Linked DNA regions of Manis pentadactyla: all the other regions are linked to region 2. Evidence: chromatin contacts called from public Hi-C data. All regions are on one chromosome and are shown on one strand. The core of a region is the stretch at or near the end of the contact, and the rest is flanking DNA. Distances in the headings are between cores, read along the strand shown.

Region 1 (3,423 bases), core at 154-2,653, 200 kb before region 2:
GGGTGAGGCCTCGGCTACAGTAGTAGGTGACACGGTCTTCAAGGCGGTACTGGTTGCCCACCTTCCTTGTGCCAATGGGGATGCCTGGGTTGGGGCAGTACCCCGCTGCAGGTGTGAGATATGGAGGTAAGGGTTGAAGCCCGAGGCCCGATAGGCAAGGCAGAACACCAGAGCTACCATGCCAGTTCCCTGGCTGGAGTGTGGTTAGGGGAGGGTTCCACTGTGGACGGAGGGCACGCTTCTCACCTCCATCATCACAAACGGCCGTTTGCCCATCCCAGCGACCATTCTCTTGACAGGTACGATTGGCAGAGCCCCGGAGAGTATAACCATCATAACAGTGGAAAGTGATCTCATCACTCAGATTGTAGTAGGGAGCCCGGGGCCAGTACTCCCCATTCTCAAAATCCTGTGGTCTTGGGCAGCGAATTGCTTTGGGGTAGGGGGACAAATACAAATTACTGAGAGGGAAGGGCTGCCCTTTAGGGTGTCCTTCCTGGTCTTAGAGACCCTGTCTCAAAGAAACAGTGACTTCTTGGCCCTCCAGGAGCAGGGTCTAACCTCTGGTCATGGAGGGTCCCTCAAGCTGTGCAGAGTTCCGCTGCTCCTCCCTCCCTATTTCTGAGTGTTCTTTTAACTGCCAGAGCAGCCTGGCACTGGGTAATCACTTAGTAAAGGTTAGCTCCCCTCCTCCTCCCTCCTTCCCCAACCCTAGTGGCTCCTACTCTCACTCAGCCCAACTCATTAGTCTGCTTGGTCTCAACACCACTCTAATCTCACCCTAATCTGGACTTTGGCCACCATCTGCTCTGTCCCTCTGCTGGCCCATGCCCACCCTCACTGCCCTCCAACCTCTGCATTCTGCCTTCTTGACCATCTTTTGGTCTTGGGTCTGCAGGGAGCTCCAGGACCCTGTGGCTCTGCAGGTGCGAGCTTGCACAGGGTATGGGTAGAAGCCAGAGGGACACACGTACTCCAGTGCCTGGCCCTCCTTGAAAAGCCGGAAGGAGCCACCTTTGATCTCTACACCCTCCAGAGAGCAGAGGCCTTGGGGCCCAGCCACAGGCAATGGCGTCGCGCCTACACCTAAGGAGAAAGGCTCATGAAGACTGGCCTTACAAGGCCAACGAGGGATACTGGGGGCATCAGGATGGGGACAGTGACCCTCGCTTACCTCCAAACAAGAGGCCCAGAACCACGGGTACCAGGCAGAGTCGGGGCTTGAGACTGTTCCCCAAGGCGATGGAAGGCAGGAGGGAGGCTGGGGCTGGAGGCCGGATGGCCAACCCAGGCTTGTGCTGCATGTCTGGTTGGCTCAGTGTTCAAGCTGAAACTCCAGATCTGGGCCTGGTCGCACCCCCTTCCCCTGTCCCCAGCAACCTCCAGCTTTTTATGCAATCTGTGTTCTGGCACCTGCAGCTCACCCACCCTGCCCTACCCACATCACTTTCCGGAATGTCCAAGTGGGAGGGCCCCACTGAGCCACCAGTCAAGGAAATAGAAACTGCACAAGCCCCACCCTTTGCTGCCCATGATCCAGGACTCTCCCCTTCAACACCTCTCAGCTCCAGTTCCTCACCAGCAAGCCCAGACTGCCCCCTTAGGGACCAGAAATAATCCCTCAGCTCACTGCCCTGTTGACTCTGTTATGGAGCAGAGTCCAGCCACTGTTTGTCCAGCAGGGTCTCTGACCTGCTCTCCTGTGGTTCCTGGAACCATTCCTGCCTTTCTCTTCCCCCAGGTCAGCCCCCAGGCAGAGGCACAGACAGATGTGGAAATCTCTGCTTTTTATTAATTTCATAACTGGGAAATTCCTCTTGAAAAGGAAAGGAGAGTGAGTTGATAGAGCAGGAGGTGGGCTGGCTCCGGCAGGAGTGCCAGGATTCCGGGATGGGAGGTGCTGCCTCGGGACCCCTGCAGGCTGGGACTTACTCAGGGCTGGGAGTGAGGATGGGCCATGGGTCTGAGGGAGGATGTTAAGAGGTAGGACACCAGAGAGCTGGCAGATCCCGGCAGGACAGCAAAAGGGCCCGTGGCCATGATTAGAGGGGCAAAAAGTTCAGGATGCCCTCCAAGTGCTGCCTCAGCCAGGGCTGCAGGCGGAAGAGGCTGATGTGGAAATCTCGCGGTGGAGGGATCCTGCCATGGGGGGCCTTTTTGCGGGAGTTTTTATTGGTGCTGCCACAGGGATTGTAGAGACCCCAGCTCACCAGGCCCACCTGGGAGAAGCAGAGAATGGGGTGGGAGGTTGCTGCAGACCCAGCTCCAAGCCCCAACCTCCCTGGTTCCTTCAGAGGCCTCCCTGGCTCCCCATGAGGCCAAGATCCTGTAACCCCAGACCTACAAGCCTCTCCCTTCTCTCCTCACCTGAAAAAACCTGTATCTCCGCTCAAGGAAAACTGCTCCTCCAGATTCTCCTGCCAGAGAGAGGGACAAGAGTCTGTCATCCTGATTCTCACCCTGACCCCCTGTCCCTGGGGCAGCGCACCCATGTCCTGGCATGCATGCTGGCCACAGGGACACAGGCGGCCTTCTCCTTGGGAATCAGGGCCGGGGGCTCACCCTTGCAGGGATTGTCATCTTCCTGCATCCCACTGCATAGGAATTGGTCTGTCACCACCTCTCTAACATCTGACAAATTGAACATGGTTTTGTCTTGGGTGACATCCTTGATACAGTTTGTCCACTGCAGTAGGGGAGGACAGAATAGTAGAGAAGGATGGAATGAGCAGTCCCAGGGAACACCTGGCAGTCCAGCTTGGCCTGGATGGAGGGGTGGCTCAGGGTTAGACAGAGAAAAGCAGCTGCAGCTAGAGAAAGAGAGACCTTCTGGGAGCTGTCACAGGGGAATCCTGTCCCCCACAGGGGGACCTGAGACACTCACCTCTGTCCCTGTCTTGAGGTTAATGTTCAGTCTGCTCCCATTCAAGGCCACAAAATGAGCAGGAACGCTCAGTTTATTCAGAAGTTCACTCTCTGCAATCAAGGAGAAGGGGGCATTGATGCGGATCCCTTTACCCAGTGTCCAGACTCCCGACTTGGGGACTACAGCGCACCTCATGCTGTCAGCCCTGAGCCCTTTCCCCAGCATCCTGTGCACCCCAAGCCCCGGCACTCACCGTGGTCTCGGCAGTTGCTGCCTGGTGATCTCCGCAGAGCCAGATTGGCCCCCACCGTACAGGGAAGGCAGATGGGCCTGGAGAGAAGGACCAGGGTAACACAGGCCTGTCCTCAGGGGCTCCCCCTCAGGGGCTCCCCAGTACACTTTCCTCATCCCAGGGACCCTCCCATCCTAGATTCTGGCACCTAGCGTGGGTGGACATCTTCACTTTCTGGGCCAGCTTCAGCAGGGCAATGTCATCACCGTAGAACTCCAGGATTCCCTGGTGCTTTTTAGCAGAGACATTGAACCCCGAAGAGATC
Region 2 (3,609 bases), core at 478-2,977:
CCTGCTGTCACCATGGCGACTGCTGTAATGTCCCGCCTCCTCACCCTGGGAGAGCCACCTCGGAGCCCGTTACCACAGCAACGAACCCTCGTGGCTCCCTCTCTGGCGGCCGCACCCTGCCGCGTGGAGAGGAGCGAAGCGAAACGAACAGGGGCGGGATTAATGACGCTAGGGCCACGCCCCCTCCGAACTAAGACTCAGCCCCAGAATTTCACCAGCATTTCCCGCCGGTACCCTCAGAGCCCTTGGTCGCCGTAACTCCACAGCAAGTTCTCCCGGCCCTCTCAGGGTAACCCCTTCAGGAAGCCCCGACTCAATCACTCATAACCCCCTAGTCATTGGCCTTTTGACCGCTGTTTTATTCGAGAAATTGGTTCAGAAGGCGCTGTGCAATTCCCTTCTGCTTCCCCTTTGCCCTCTCCGATCCTTTTCGTTTTATTACTGTCACTCATTCAACAGACATTTATGTAGGAGTCGGGCACTCCTCCCAATTCTCCATTACTCTGACTTTTCTCTAATACAGTTTTCTTCTTTCATTCATCCCAAGGCTCCTCATGGGGCGCGAAGTGTGTGCTTTTTCCTCTCGTGTTTCTTCCCGGTGCGTGCTTCCTGGCGCGTCTCCGTCCGTTTCCTCTCCTCTACGCTATCAGTACCCCGAGGCCGGATGACTCCTGGCTGCTCTTGGACCGTTTTAGGGCGTGTCCCAAAACTCCAGACCGGACGCCCTAAGACTTCCCATAGCCCACTGACCCCTAAAGTCAAGCCCCTGAGTCTCAGAGGATGACCTACAGGCGGGAGACCAGCAGGCCCGCGGGCGGAGGAAGTGGGCGGGCACCTGGCCTGGGAGGGATGTGGCACCACAGTGCCGCCGCGCGGAGAAGCTGCGTAGTGCCCTGGGTGTCCGCGGGAGCTTGACCCCTGAGTCCCGACGCGGGGCCCGCGGACCTGAGGTGCAATTAAGCGCGGAGAGCCGGTGGGCGCCGGAGATCAGAGCTGCTGACCTGCAGCTGAGCTTAGGCGTAGGCTAAGACAGGCTTTCCGGAACCCACAGGGACACAGAACTGAGTACGTACGGTCAACGGCACCCAAACGTTCTCGCTTTTAGATTTCTGACAGTGCCAGGTCTTTCTCATCTTGGAAAATGGTACCACCAATCACGCCCTGTGCAAACCTGTCCCCACTTCCCTCACCCATGTTCAATCTAAGTCCAAACTGTCCAGTCTTGTTTCTAAATCTCTCAAAAAATTCAGTGTTTCCCTGCCTCTCTTCTGCTAGACTAGGCCGCCATCTTGTGACTGGACTCAGGAATAGCGTCTTGACTGGTTTCCTGGCCTCAATAATCTTTTACAAACAAATCTTAATCCTGTTACTCCTCGGCGGAGATCCCCTTGGTCATGTTTCTGACCCCTCCCTCCCTCTATCATTGCTTGTTGACTTCTTTGCCACTAGACTGTGTGTTCTGTGAGTGCAGCGCCTTGGGCAACATTGTATCCCCAACATCTGATGAAGTGATACAATAAATGTTGAATGAATATGAAAGTTACCCTGTCATTCCCCTGTCGCTCAGCCAGGATGTTAGGCTCCAGAGCGGCTGTGGGTGAGGACACTCTGTTCCTCTGGCTGTTCTGAAACTGATTTCCACCCCCAATGGGTGTTACCTCTCTCCTTCCTCTTGGCCTACTTCTCTTCCACCAATATAAACCCAACCTGGAGGCTGGTGGGCAGCCATGCATTTTATGGCAGATCCCACAGGTAGCCAGAATCTGGGGCCCCTGGGCCTCCACAGCAACCCCCAGGCCCTGGGTCTCTTAATAGTTCTGGTCATGGTGAGCTTGGTGTTTGGTAAGTGGCTCTAAGGGGTCAAAGGATCTCCTGGCCTGCTGGACAGAGAAACCCACAGACACCAGGTGTCTGGGAACACCTGCCTAGGCTGTTCAGGTAAACCCAGGCAGGAGGAAAGATGGGATGGGTAGGTTCAGTGGGATAATGCCTGGGGACTAATCATAAATGGACTGATGTTCACTCATGGCGATTTCTAGCAGCCACCCCAGGGCTGTTTTACTCAACAAGCAGTAACCTGGAGATACTAAAGGGAATGCATTCAAATCTGAGGACAACACAGAATAAGGAGGGTTCAGGGAACATGCTAGATGACAACAGCAGGATCCACAGTGTAGAACAAAACTGAATCCAGCCTGATCACCACCTCACTTGGCTGCAAAGTACCATCTACATAGAAATGGGATTAAGTTTTCTATTTATTTCCTATTTGCCTCACACCGAGCATACTGCTGCTGGGTCTGGGTCCAGTAACTGGTTAGCATGTGGTTGGGCCTGGAGGAAGAGAGGGATGTATATGTATAGTTGGGGAGGGACTTTGTGGACAAAGTTTAATATGAGTCTGTCCAGTGATAGGACCACCAAACAAACAATGTGGTTCTGGGCTGCTTGACGTCTTCTGTCTACACAAAGCACAGATTCTTTCTTTCCTGTGATGATTTATTTTTGTTTTCACTTCTGAATATTACAGATTAAGAAAGCATATTCAAAAGAGAGCCCAAGGGGGTGGGTGACTGTGAAATCAAGTCCCAAAGGAAAAACAGTTTTAACAAGGTTGCCCAAAGCTGCAATGGGCTGCCTCAGCCTAACCTCTGAATTTGCAGGGTGCTAGGCATGCATTAGCCCCACAAATACATGTTGAATGAATGAATGAATTCATTAATGAGTTCCTTGCTTCAGGAAGTTTAAGAGCAGACAATGAAGATTTTAATGAGGACTAAAGCTTCCTGATGGAAGCTTGAGCCAGATGAGTTTAAGGATGGATGGTTTTATGGTTTTCTGAGATGGGGAGGTGGGGAGGAAGCAGTGGGTTAACCAAACTGGTAATTAGGCGGGCAGGGGTTTGGGGTCAGTACTTCTGTGTGTTCTAGGTAAGTTTGATGCTATCAAACACTTCATACAGCTCAGTTCCCCAAATACTTGCACGGCTATCGATGTCTCTTTGAGACAAAGGATTGGGGTGCCTTCTGGGATCTGACATTTGCCACATCCCACCTGGCAGCAGCTGCATGACTCTCCTCATAAAGAACAGTAAGCTGCTTTCTCCTGTCTTGGGCCCCTTCCATTACCAGATGGTCACTACCTGCCTGCTAAGGTGCATCCCAAGTCTGGTTCCCCCAACCCTAAGCTCCTGTTCCCTCACTTTCTCTTTCCTGTCCTGCAGGGCCACTCCCTGTCTCCCTTGCACCTGCCTCCCTCCTCAGCCCACAGCAGACAGGCCCCTGCCCTCTGGCACCCTTGAGTTCATCAGACCCACTAGCTTCTCCTTGGGCTGCCTTCTTCCCACCCGTCAGCAGCAGTCCCTGGCAGCATCACTCTTTGACTTCTTCTACTGCTTCTTTCCCTCTTCTCTGTCTCCCTCACGGAGGCTTTTTAGTCTCCTGACCCTTCATGGTTCATGTGCACTGAAGTTTGAGCCTTTGCTGCCTTCCCACATCACTCTCACCAGAGATTTTGCTCTGCTTCCTTGGCTTCAACCAGCAACCACATACTGCTCCCTACTGAAGCTGAATGTGGAACCACAGTCATGTCAGTTTGCCCTCTGCACAC
Region 3 (3,869 bases), core at 1,274-3,773, 150 kb before region 2:
CAGGTTTGGAGACAGACCTGGACTTGACCACCCCCACCCCCACCACTGCAACCGCTGGGCATCCTTGGCCAAGTTACTTAACCTCTGAGCCTCATTTTTCTTGTCTGCCAAACAGGAGGTAATGGTGCTGCCTTTCTATCCACGTCTTCAGGGGCCTCATCCCTCTCCATCAGCGCTTTCTCTTCCAGCATCTGTAGCTTCCCCAGGCCCTGGGTCCTACTCCACGGCCATCACACTTAATCCAGGTCTCCTTTAAAAAAAAAAATGCAGCCCATATGCCTGTTTAAGGGCTCATCCATTTTCTTTCCATCATGTCATCTCTCAATGTTGCTCAAACAAATGTCCCTGTCCTCCTCGGCCTCCTGGGCCTCAGTTTCACCACCATTCACTCACGGCTCACCATGCCAACATCTGCCTTTGCCCTCCCCCCTCTGTTGATACTGCCTCATGACAATACCCCCACCCAGCCTCGAGTGTCTCAGTCATTGTTCTCTTGGCATCTGCCACCCCCTTGCTCTGGCTCCATCATGCCAACCTCACCTCCAACACACCCATCCTTCCTCTGCCAGCTCCTCTGCCTCTGCTTTCCAAATGTAGGTGGCTCCATCCCTTTCTGCCACCCTGACTCCTCACCTGTCCTTGCACCTGGAGTCACCACCTGCTGGTGATTCCTAGTCCACAAATCTCCAAGCATCTAAACCTGAACTATTTCCCACTCAAGCCAACTGCCCAAAGATACTGACCCCCTTACCCACAGAGGCTTGGCATCTTCATGCCCGCTGAGTGGCTCAGCATGGCTTGGGCCCTTCCCTTTGACTTTCCCACTGCTGCTCCTCTGGCTCATCCCTGGCCCACACCTGCTGGACTTTGCCCACATCTGCCAGTCCTGCCTGTTGTCCAGCTGTCCAAGGGGTACCCCAACTGGCAGGAGTGTGCCCTGTGTTCCCTCACATGCCTGTGTCCCCATGTTCCTCTTCGTGATCCTTCCTCCAGAGAGAGCCACCCATTTCCCCTGCCAGGTGATGTGCTGTCTCTGGGGCAAAGGGGCTGTCAGACCTCCCTGCCCTGGACCCACTGTGCTTTGCCTACCCACCCCAGGCCAGACGTGCTGATCTGTGAGATTGAAACATACTGTCTGGGTCAGCTGACCAAGAGTGGAGGAGGATTCATGGGGCTGGGAGGGGAGAGGGGCCTGGAGCCAGCTCCTGACAACCCCTATTCACCTTCAGAACCACCACTTCTTGCCCAACAGGTATGTCGGAGAACTGATCTCCGATGCCGAGGCTGATGTGAGAGAGGATGATTCTTATCTCTTTGACTTAGACAACAAGGTGGGCAGGAAATCCCACTGTCCCTACTCCCAGTCAGCAGGTTGAAACCTGGGGAGGGGGCCTGGCAAGCTGGGAGGTGGTAGATGTGAAGACCCTCCCCCCTCAGGATGGAGAGGTGTACTGCATTGATGCCCGTTACTATGGCAACATCAGCCGCTTCATCAACCACCTGTGTGACCCCAACATCATCCCTGTCCGGGTCTTCATGCTGCACCAGGACCTGCGGTTCCCACGCATTGCCTTCTTCAGTTCCAGAGACATCCGGACTGGGGAGGAGCTGGGGTGAGGCAGGGACAAGGCCGGCGATGGTGGGAGGTGTGGGAAGTGCGGAGGGCTGAGACCAGGCACCCATTAGAGTAGAGCTGCTCAGACATCAGTTTGAACAGGCCTGAGCCTGAGCCACGCAGATTTTGAGTGTAGTTTGGGAACAGGGTCCCCAGGTCTACATTTCTAACAAACTTCCAGACAGTTCTGGTACTGAAAGTTCATAAACTATATGAGGACTTGGAGCCTGTCAGAAGATGGGTGTGGCTGCTCTGGGGTGGACCTGGCGGCTGGGTCTGGGTCCTATAAGCCTCTTGTGCTCCTCTAACAGGTTTGACTACGGTGACCGCTTCTGGGACATCAAAAGCAAGTATTTCACATGCCAGTGTGGCTCTGAGAAGTGCAAGCACTCAGCTGAGGCCATTGCCCTGGAGCAGAGCCGCCTGGCCCGCCTGGATCCCCACCCTGAGTTGCTGCCTGAGCTCAGCTCCCTGCCCCCTGTCAACCCCTGAGAGTGGACCACGCATTCCCTCCCTGCCCCTGGATGGCCACCGGCTCAGCAGTCACCTCTGCCACTGGCTGCTCGCGGCCCATGCCTGGGAGGGCCGCCATCCTCTCTGCCCTGCCTCTTCACACATTCCTGGGCAGAGACCCCAGCCAGGCCCTGGAGGTCTGACAGTCCTGCACTCCTAGAGCTGGTTCCTCCCTGGGAGGGTGACTTCCGGGCTGGCTACCCACCTGTTCCCCATCCTTAGCTAAAGTTTGATGAATTGAAATCGGGACTCTTTGCAAACTGTTTTCCTTTGTTCTCAGTAAATGCTGGGTTTGGTAATAAACAGTCTGGGTGATTGCTGGGGAAGGAGTGGTCAGGGAGGAAGCACACAGAGCCAGTGGGAGTGCGCTTCAAAGGGCAGAGCAGGACGGGAAGCAGGCTGAACAGGTGCGGCTGGCGTGGACAGCCACCTGGAGGAGGGGAGTGTGGGGAGACCACTGGACAGAGCTTGGTCAAGGGCTGAAAGGCAATCTCAACATTTTATCTTTGACTGGAGTTTGTGGGCATTGAGTGTATTACAGTTGAGGTAATTTGCAAAATCTCAGGAGTGTCTTAAGAGCATGCCAAGTCCTTCAGGCTGTGGTCCATGGGGCCCTCAGCAAGCAGCCCTGATTCCCCCTCCCAGGTTCAGCCTTGCTGTCCTCCTGGCAAGCGGTTGGGAAGGAGGAACCAGAGAGTGTCGGGGACCACAGGCAGAGGTGGGGCTCTGACGTGAGGGCGGGTGGGGCGGGGCAGGCGGCAGCAGGTGAGTCGCCAGGTCTCCCAGGTTCCAGTCACTCTGGAGACTGAGCCATGAGGGGAAAGCAGGACGGAGCCGAGGCCCACGGTGAGGCTGGGGCGGAGGCCCAGGACCCTGCCAAGGGTGGGGATAACCACCTGGGCGTGCTCTGGGGAATGGTGGTTGCTGCTGGTCCCAGGGAGAGGAGCTAAGGGGGTCCTGGCTCCCTGAGGGGAGGGCCCAGGAACAGCTAATGGAAGGAGGCAGAGTCAGGGTTCTGGGAGGAGGACAGTCTAGCTCCTGGGGGCCATTGCTAGGGAAGCTTTGAGGAGTGAAGCTGGGGTCTCTATGAGGAGTTGGGGCTGAAGTCCCCAGAAGGAGTGGGGTTTCAGGCCTGGAATTTGGGTCCCTCAGGGCAGGGCCCTGGGAAGCCTGAGCAAGGGGGTGGGGCTCAGCAGCTGGGAGTGCCACAGAGCTCGCCAGATTTGTGGTCGTTGGGAGGAAAGTCTGTGGTCTCTGTGAGGACAAGTTCCAGCCAGGACGCGGGGGCTCTAGGGGTAATGGTGCAGGGAGTCTGCTGCCAGCATCTTAGCAGCAGGGGCAGTGTGGTGTGCTGGGGTCCTTGTGAGGAGCTGGGGCTACCTCCAGGGTTGCTGTTAGGAGTGGATGCCTGTCTTGGGGTATTTTGAGGAATAGGGGCAGAGCGTTTCATGGCTTCCTGTGAAGGGTAAGGCCTGAGGAGAGAAGGAGCAGGCAGCCTGTCTGCAGAATCTCTGTGGGGAACAGGGCAGGCAACCTGTCCCTAGGAGTAGGAGTTGGGGGAGGCTGAGGGGAAAAGGCTGGGACCAGCCTCTGGAGAACCTGTGAGCAGTAAGGACTGATGGACCTGCCCTTTGGGGTTTGGGGGGGCCTGAGCTCCTGGTGTGTAGGAGGGGAACTCCAAAGGAGGGGCCTCCCACAGGCAAAGGGGGCTAGGGGAGGGAGCAGTGAGGACTTCCTGGGA

What was found. A called contact is a pair of places that touch in the nucleus more often than the background predicts.
Region 1: a contact with region 2 is called in a Hi-C map of blood, with 2.9 times the contacts expected there. The contact joins the promoter of CFB here to the promoter of LY6G5C in region 2. A contact is called at or near these places in 3 of 3 Hi-C or Micro-C datasets (blood, fibroblasts and skin fibroblasts).
Region 3: a Hi-C map of fibroblasts shows a contact between it and region 2, with 6 times the contacts expected there. The contact joins the promoter of SLC44A4 here to the promoter of LY6G5C in region 2. A contact is called at or near these places in 2 of 3 Hi-C or Micro-C datasets (fibroblasts and skin fibroblasts).

What each region holds. Positions count from the first base shown.
Region 1 is chr16:41,735,263-41,738,685 of mManPen7.hap1, forward strand. It overlaps CFB (complement factor B), which reads right to left and starts at 1,404. Exons shown (of 18, transcript XM_036875496.2): 1 at 1,175-1,404; 2 at 853-1,086; 3 at 247-432; 4 at 1-105. The coding sequence starts at 1,304. It overlaps C2 (complement C2), which reads right to left. Exons shown (of 19, transcript XM_057493697.1): 14 at 3,307-3,423; 15 at 3,120-3,196; 16 at 2,885-2,976; 17 at 2,563-2,686; 18 at 2,368-2,417; 19 at 1,773-2,219. The coding sequence ends at 2,043.
Region 2 is chr16:41,932,853-41,936,461 of mManPen7.hap1, forward strand. It overlaps LY6G5C (lymphocyte antigen 6 family member G5C), which reads left to right and starts at 1,728. Exons shown (of 4, transcript XM_057493877.1): 1 at 1,728-1,842; 2 at 2,963-3,010; 3 at 3,013-3,090. The coding sequence starts at 1,728. ABHD16A (abhydrolase domain containing 16A, phospholipase) reads left to right here. Exons shown (of 20, transcript XR_005022753.2): 20 at 548-1,487.
Region 3 is chr16:41,783,512-41,787,380 of mManPen7.hap1, forward strand. It overlaps SLC44A4 (solute carrier family 44 member 4), which reads left to right and starts at 2,524. Exons shown (of 21, transcript XM_057493699.1): 1 at 2,524-2,846. The coding sequence starts at 2,735. It overlaps EHMT2 (euchromatic histone lysine methyltransferase 2), which reads left to right. Exons shown (of 27, transcript XM_036875485.2): 25 at 1,253-1,331; 26 at 1,438-1,613; 27 at 1,927-2,382. The coding sequence ends at 2,107.